2 separate regions of the Mus musculus genome follow, and region 1 is linked to region 2. The links are chromatin contacts, called in public HiChIP or PLAC-seq maps. All regions are on one chromosome and are shown on one strand. Each heading gives the region's core, a stretch centred on a gene start, on an enhancer-like site or on the middle of the called end of the contact. The rest is flanking DNA. Distances are from core to core; before and after follow the strand shown. Region 1 has its middle 46 kb from the start of Gm31590. Region 2 has its middle 220 kb from the start of 4930528P14Rik.

Region 1 (3,390 bases), core at 270-2,769, 730 kb after region 2:
GAGTGGGCATTTCAATGAAACCAGGGTTTTCGCACACTGGGGGTGGGTGGTGATATTCTGGGGTTCTGGAATGGACACCTCCTTTGTCCTGTAGCTGGGCTGATGGTCAAGTGCCCATGTCAGAAGCTTTAGGCTTCCTCTGGGCACAGTGACTTCCTTGACTTGGTTTGGCTTGGTTTACGTGCAAAGGAAAATTATGACTCCTGTTAGTTTTTACATCTTTAAATCACTATTTCCTGAGGTTTGTGTTTCAGGCCAAGTGAAGTAGATAGTTGAGGAGAGCTTGGGTAATTCCAAATAAAAATTTCCTGGAATGATAATTTGTGTAAAATCTTCTAAGGAGGCTAGCTTTTATATGTCGATGTGGATTGGATTGGTTCCCTCTTTGGCTAGAAATATATATTAGCTGTGTGCACGGCTACACTAATATTCTAAACATCACACACAATTCCATTTCAACTCCTGACAGTCCCATAGTTTACTTCTGTGTGAGTGAGTACACTTCCGAGAGAAAAACTCGGAATGGTGGTCAGCCCCAAAGATGAGTCAAAGAGGAGAGGAAAGAAACATGCCTTCTGGAGGAGGTGAGGAGAAAGAAGAGAGAGATGGAGGAAGGGAGAGGGACCAATAGTGGAGGAAGAATGATGGGTGGGTGAGCAGAGACGGGGTGGTGTGAGGATACCAAGGTCAGTGAAGCCCTGGACTCCACCCTCAAGCCCAAATAGCTCTCCCAAGAGGTTCAGGTCCAGTTTCAGGCAGTCTCTTGTGCCCCCGGGGGACCTTGTGTCCAAGGTCCCCTGGGGGCTTAATTCACTCCTGCCCTCTCCACAGAATGACTTTCGAACCTGGAAAAAATAATTGCATTAGAGCAGATTACTTAGAACCGATAGTTATCCGTCTTCTGCTGTTCGACAGAAGTCTATTAAATTCGGCACAGCCATTACCAGCTGAGCTCTAGAGCGCGCCTTCATTAAGAAAATTAAAACTGTGTTTTTCGAACCTAAGCCAAGCCTGTTCAGTCTCAGGCGTCAGTGGCCACCCCCGGGGTTTCCCTGAGCCAGGTTTTTCTTTCTTTCTTTCTTTTTTTTTTTTTTTTTTTTTTTTTGCCAGAATCAATCTCTTGGACCCGGCAGGTCTGGGCTGGAAAGATTGAGTGTGGTGACAGTAGCTGGAATGTTGGGATATTCCAGCTGAAGAACTCCATCATTCTTCTTGACCCCCGCCTAGCCTATGGCCTCTTGACTCTCCTCGCATGAGTCTTTACCCTGAGGCTTTGCGGTTCACGGTGGGCACACCTGTCTGGGCGTGGCTCCGGGGACACAGGTAGCATAGGGATGCGGTGGGATCTGCTGAGGGGCCTGAGTAGAGCCAGGAACTTAGACAGTTGAGTGCCTGAGTCTGGATACAGACACAAGTGCACGTGTGTGCCGTGCACGCGCGCGCGCGCACCACCACTGCAGCGCCTGCTCTCTCCATCGAATGACACAGAACAGCTGCGACACTAGAGTAGCCAGTGAGCCTTTTGTCCACCCAAGCGCAGGCAGCCCGCCAGGCAGTCAGACGGGCGGTGGCGTGTGCCTCCGACCCTAAGGTCTTGTCCCTTTGGCAGACTGCTGGGCCTTCGGGGACTTACTTGGGTTTCCACTTTGGTTTGGCGACACACCCTGATGAGTGTCACTTGGAGTCTGGGCGCCACTTCTATCTAGCTTGGGGCGGAGGGAACAGGTGGGAAGAGTAGGCTGCCAGGAGGTCCCATCCCTTTCTCTCTCCCCAGACACCCCAGTTTTCCTGAATCTCTGGTGGAGAGAGGGCTTCAGTGCTAGGAGAGCGGGTCACTCGGTGAGAGAGGTTGAGATGTGGCATCTGTAACTGTACAGTTGATTTTTTTTTTTTAAAGCACGGTTCATTTTATATTTTTGTTGTTGGTACCTGTCTCTCTTTGTTCAGCATTTTGCCTTTTGAAATGTTAATTATTCAGGACCCCTCCGAAATGTTCACCCAATTCAAGTTTCTAAGGAAAACATAGAAAAAAAATATTTGCGTATGTGGAGACACTCTTTCTTGGGACTCTAGGGGCAAAGAGAGGCTGCATCTTTGTCAGACTGCCCAGTGATGGAAAGCTTAACCACCTTTTTCTGTAAAGTGTGGTTATTAGGGCATCAGGATTCAGATGCAGGCTTGGGTGCTGTTGAGAGAGGGATGGGGTGGAGGGTACCTACTTGAAAGTGCACAATATTGGTATCTAATTCTCTTTCTCACGAACTCAAATGGATACAAAAAGCTTGCAAAATTCAAGTGACACCAGTCGCCTGATAGCTGTGGACAAGGTAACTAACATCTTTTACATCTGCACAACTTTCAACCACAAAAACGCTGGACATTAAAAATAAAGTTCTTCTAAGCAAGAGGGAAAACTAAAGGCTGATATTAGTGTTTTCTTTTATCCCATGGAGGTATCAGTTGATCCCGTTTCTTTTGTCGGCCCAACTGAGCAAACTAGAAGGGAAGAGCAGTCTCTGACCAGCAACAAATCCAGGGTGTTAAAAGCAAGTTCCTTGGATGATTTTTCTTTGCCTTTAAAGCAAAACAAAACAAATTTTAAAATTTTATTTCCTCCTGGAGAGTTAATTTTGTTGCCAAAACATAGGCATGGGGCTGTTAACAAGCCATTTGAGAAGCTAAGTCTCGGTGATCTCTTTCTTGCAATCATAATCGGCAAGTGGCTTAAGATTGATGGTGAGGTATTTTCTGTCTCTTCTGGAGGACCTTCGTGTCAATTTATTTAGAACACTGACCAGACTGTCAATGCCTCCCAATTTTATTAAGCTGTTTGTAACCAAACACAGTGGGATTTCTACCCTTCCTCCCTCGTGAGTGTGAGAGTATAGTGCTGACTGCTTCTTGTTCTGAGTTCAGCTGCAGCGGGGTCCACTCCCTTGTGTTTGTTTTATTGTGTTTATATAGTTGCACGGACAGCTATGCATTCCCTGGGCACGCAAATACCTATGTACACATATATTTAAGGCGGTCCATGTGTTGTGCAGTAACTTCTCTTACACTTTACTGAGCTTAAAGGGGACCTTTCAAAAAAGTCAACCGCAGTGGCAGACTTCCTCAGAGAAGAATGTACTTTTAAAGTAATGCAATGAACTTCAAAACAGATTCCTTCTCGGCATAACAGCTTGCTTGCTGGTGCATATTTAAATCTATCTCAGTTATTACAATAGTCCCTAACAATATTTCAAGCTCAGCTGCACTTAGCCATCCCTATTCTGCCCAAAAGATCTGGGTTAACTCCCACCACTGCCTTTTCCTAGAAGCGCCCCTTTCTGTGGGGTCCCAGGGTGCCTGACCCAGACCTCCAACATCCACAAACGAGGGTGGGGATCT
Region 2 (3,174 bases), core at 348-2,847:
TTCCCACATTGACAGCTCTAGATACAATCACTGCCCCTACAGGCATCAACACTGTCCCTGAGCTACAATGATTCATTTCCCTCTTGCCCCTTCAACCTCACCGTGGGACTATTTTATTCGATTGTTGGTTTGGGTTCTTCACTATTCTTTTCTTGTCTTCTCAAACTCTGCCCCCATCTCTGATAGAAATCCTTTCAGAAAAGAATGGTCTAGGGGAAAACTGTCTTATACTGAGGCTTATAATGAAAAGGTGGACTATAAGTAAAGATTTAAAGGAAATTAAATGCTTATCTAATAGGTACATACTTATATTTAAACACAGTAAGGTGCCTTTTTAGAAACAAAACCTCATCAGTCCTCTTGAGCAACCTTTACTACATAAAATGGCTGTATCTGACAACTGAAGAAGAGCAGGCATGAACAGAACCATAGGAGGGAGATGAATGAGAGAAGAAGGAGAACGAGGGGTTATTTAGTCAAAGCAAACGTGTTTGCTTTGTATTTCTCTACCATGTCACCTCTGCTCCAGGCTTAGGTTGCCGAGTCTGAGGCAGAATATGAAAAGACAAAGCACTATTTGTCTGTGGTTGCTGGTCTCTCTTGTCTGAGGACTGACTATGATGGGCTGGTAACAATTTGATAACCCAGACTTCTGTTTGGTAATAACACATGTAGTGGAAGATTTGCATATTTGATAGAACAACACACATATTTGCACCCCAAACTCCCCATGTTCTTTGTGTTATGAGGGCTCATATCTGCACTTCTTTTGATTACCGTGAGTCACTTGGGACTCCACAGGAACACAGTAGTTGCAAAATTACCCATGGTGATCTATTTTAGATTGTTATAAAGCCTTGTCATTGCTTTCCTGGTCAAGACAGGTTGACGACTTGGTGGCAGATTGTTGTCTCTATTTACATTTATCTACATCCTCCACACTATAGCAATTTCCTGGACTTTAAGAACATATTTAGAAATTCAGACTATGATTAGTAAAGACGCAAAACCCCATTTCCGATCCCGCCACCAAAAGAGGTCGCTGCAGATCAGAGACTGTCTGAAGCCCAGACACAGTACAAAGTCCAATTAACATTAGGGTAGCACTGTGGTCCCTAAGTCATCCAGGCAAAGGGTGAGTTTCTGACAAGTCCTCTTCAATTAAAATCCCCAAATTCTAACAGTAACTCGCACTCCCTGGACCCTCTAAAGCCTCTAGATTCAGAATACAGCCCTGAGAGTTGAACTGTCCTTAAGACGCTGAGTGGAATCAGCTTGCTCAGATTCATTCTAGGAGGGGCCAAGCACCCTGGCTTCAAATTCCAGTGCCTCTATGGGTATGCATTTCTTTCTCCATGATCAGCATGGACTTGATAAAATCTGAAAACCCTCCATAATATATGCTAAGCACATTTGGGCTCATTTGCATATAAATCGTCACAGCTGACACATTCTAAAGATTTCTAAGATGCTTCTTAATAAGCATTTTCAAGCCCCTTTTATTTTTCTGTAAACATTCTCTTTAATCTCAGGCCCTGGAAGGTTTGAATTTGGTTTGAAATGGTGAGCCTAAGAATTCTATGCAGATTCTAACAGGCCCAAGCTCCCTCAGCCCTACTTTCCCTCCTCAGCAATCCACTCAGAATGTCTGGCCCAGACGGATGAAGAGTCCAGCTGTCAACTCATGTCTCCCATTGGTATTTTATACTCATTGGCTTTAAAAACAAGAGTGTTTTCATGTTTAAAATGCTCATTTACAAACCGATTCTCATCTCTCGGGTCCCTGCAATGTTTCCTTAGAGGCCTTGTTGCTCCCAAGGGAATTTTCTCTGGTTTAAGAACTAAGTAGGATGGAGGGAGTGGGAAGAACAAGCTACCTCAGAGGACAAGCCTTCCCCTTAAACCCGTCTACTCCAACCAAGGGGCATTTCACAACTACCTTCATGAAAACAAAACAAAACAAAGCACAACAAAACAAAAAGCAAAAACACCCAAGGCCACGTAGAGCCTCAGAGGAAGCTGTGTATGGCACTGGAAATTCCTCCCACAGATTCCAGGTAAGCATTAGGTCCCCTGCCATTGTAACCCTCACAAGATGCCACCTTTTTTTCTACCTCAACTAATCATTTCCTTTGTTATTTTTTTCCTAAAGTTTTTCCTGAACCACATTTTCACTAACCCTCTATTACGAGCGATCATCAGAGACACTGTACATTTATGTGCATTCACTCAGGCAAATCCATAAGTCCAGAAGATTAAGTGTGCTGTTCATAAACCTTTTCAGTGATTTTTTTTCTTGAAATTTTCTCATCTAAATTCAAATACTGATAAAATTCAAGAGAGTTTTTGTTTGGTCATTATTTTTCTTCCTTTATTTTTCTTTTAGGGAAAATTGACATTTTTTCCCCATAAAATATATTATGACTACCATTTCGCCTCCCTGACTTGTACAAAATCCTCCCTTCCTCCCCTCCCATGAAAATCCACACCCTTTCTATCTCTTATTAAAAAAAAATATGCATCTAAAGAATAATAATAAAATAAGAAAAAACAAAACCAAACAAATCAGAATAGAACAAAACCAACAAACAAGCAAGAACAAGAAGCGAAGAGAGAGCAGCACAAAGAACAGTTTCTTTTATTGACCTCTTCTGTGACACCTCTCCATGGAGCCTTCTGTATATATATATTATATACACACACACTCTTGTGTGTGTGTGTGTGTGTGTGTGTGTGTGTGTGTGTGTGTGTGTGTGTAAAAGGCTCACTGTTTTCTGGCCTCTGAGTAGGCAAAAATAACTTTAATCATATGAGTAAAGTAATGTTGTCTGAAAAGTTTTTATAGTGGTGTGTGTGTGTGTGTGTGTGTGTGTGTGTGTGTGTGTATGTGTGTGTGTGTGTGTGTGTGTACACTTTCTGCCTTATTTTCTGGAGTTGGGGTCTCTCTCTCACTCAACCACATTGAGGCTGGCATCCAACAATCCAACATCCTCCTGCCTCTATCCACCTCCTTCAACAGTACTAAAGTCATTAGTGTGTCTATTTATGCCTAGTTTTCTCTGGGTGTTGGGGACTTGAACTTGAGTCCTCATGCTTGGGTGACAAGTGATTTTTTTTAATCTACTGAACCTCCATAATCTACGTTCATAAGCGATCTCATTTTTTTCTGAGATA

What was found. HiChIP or PLAC-seq counts read pairs in DNA pulled down with a chosen protein or histone mark.
Region 1: an H3K4me3 HiChIP or PLAC-seq map of embryonic basal ganglia shows a contact between it and region 2, with 5 times the contacts expected there. The contact joins two enhancer-like sites. A contact is called at or near these places in 1 of 15 datasets of contacts at CTCF or cohesin (stem cell-derived epiblast-like cells), 5 of 484 Hi-C or Micro-C datasets (embryonic stem cells and neural progenitor cells), 7 of 115 datasets of contacts at active chromatin or transcription factors (astrocytes, differentiating embryonic stem cells, embryonic basal ganglia and 3 more) and 1 of 9 other capture datasets (embryonic stem cells).

What each region holds. Positions count from the first base shown.
Region 1 is chr2:115,851,327-115,854,716 of GRCm38.p6, forward strand. No RefSeq gene overlaps it. Among named protein-coding and RNA genes, the nearest start is that of Gm31590, 46 kb to the left of the region's middle. Within about 2 kb of position 1,520, at least 41 of the 459 cell types and tissues checked have an H3K27ac peak or open chromatin away from gene starts, as enhancers often do. A contact at or near this core is called in embryonic basal ganglia, where this site is marked.
Region 2 is chr2:115,118,699-115,121,872 of GRCm38.p6, forward strand. No RefSeq gene overlaps it. Among named protein-coding and RNA genes, the nearest start is that of 4930528P14Rik, 220 kb to the right of the region's middle. Within about 2 kb of position 1,598, at least 11 of the 459 cell types and tissues checked have an H3K27ac peak or open chromatin away from gene starts, as enhancers often do. A contact at or near this core is called in embryonic basal ganglia, where this site is marked.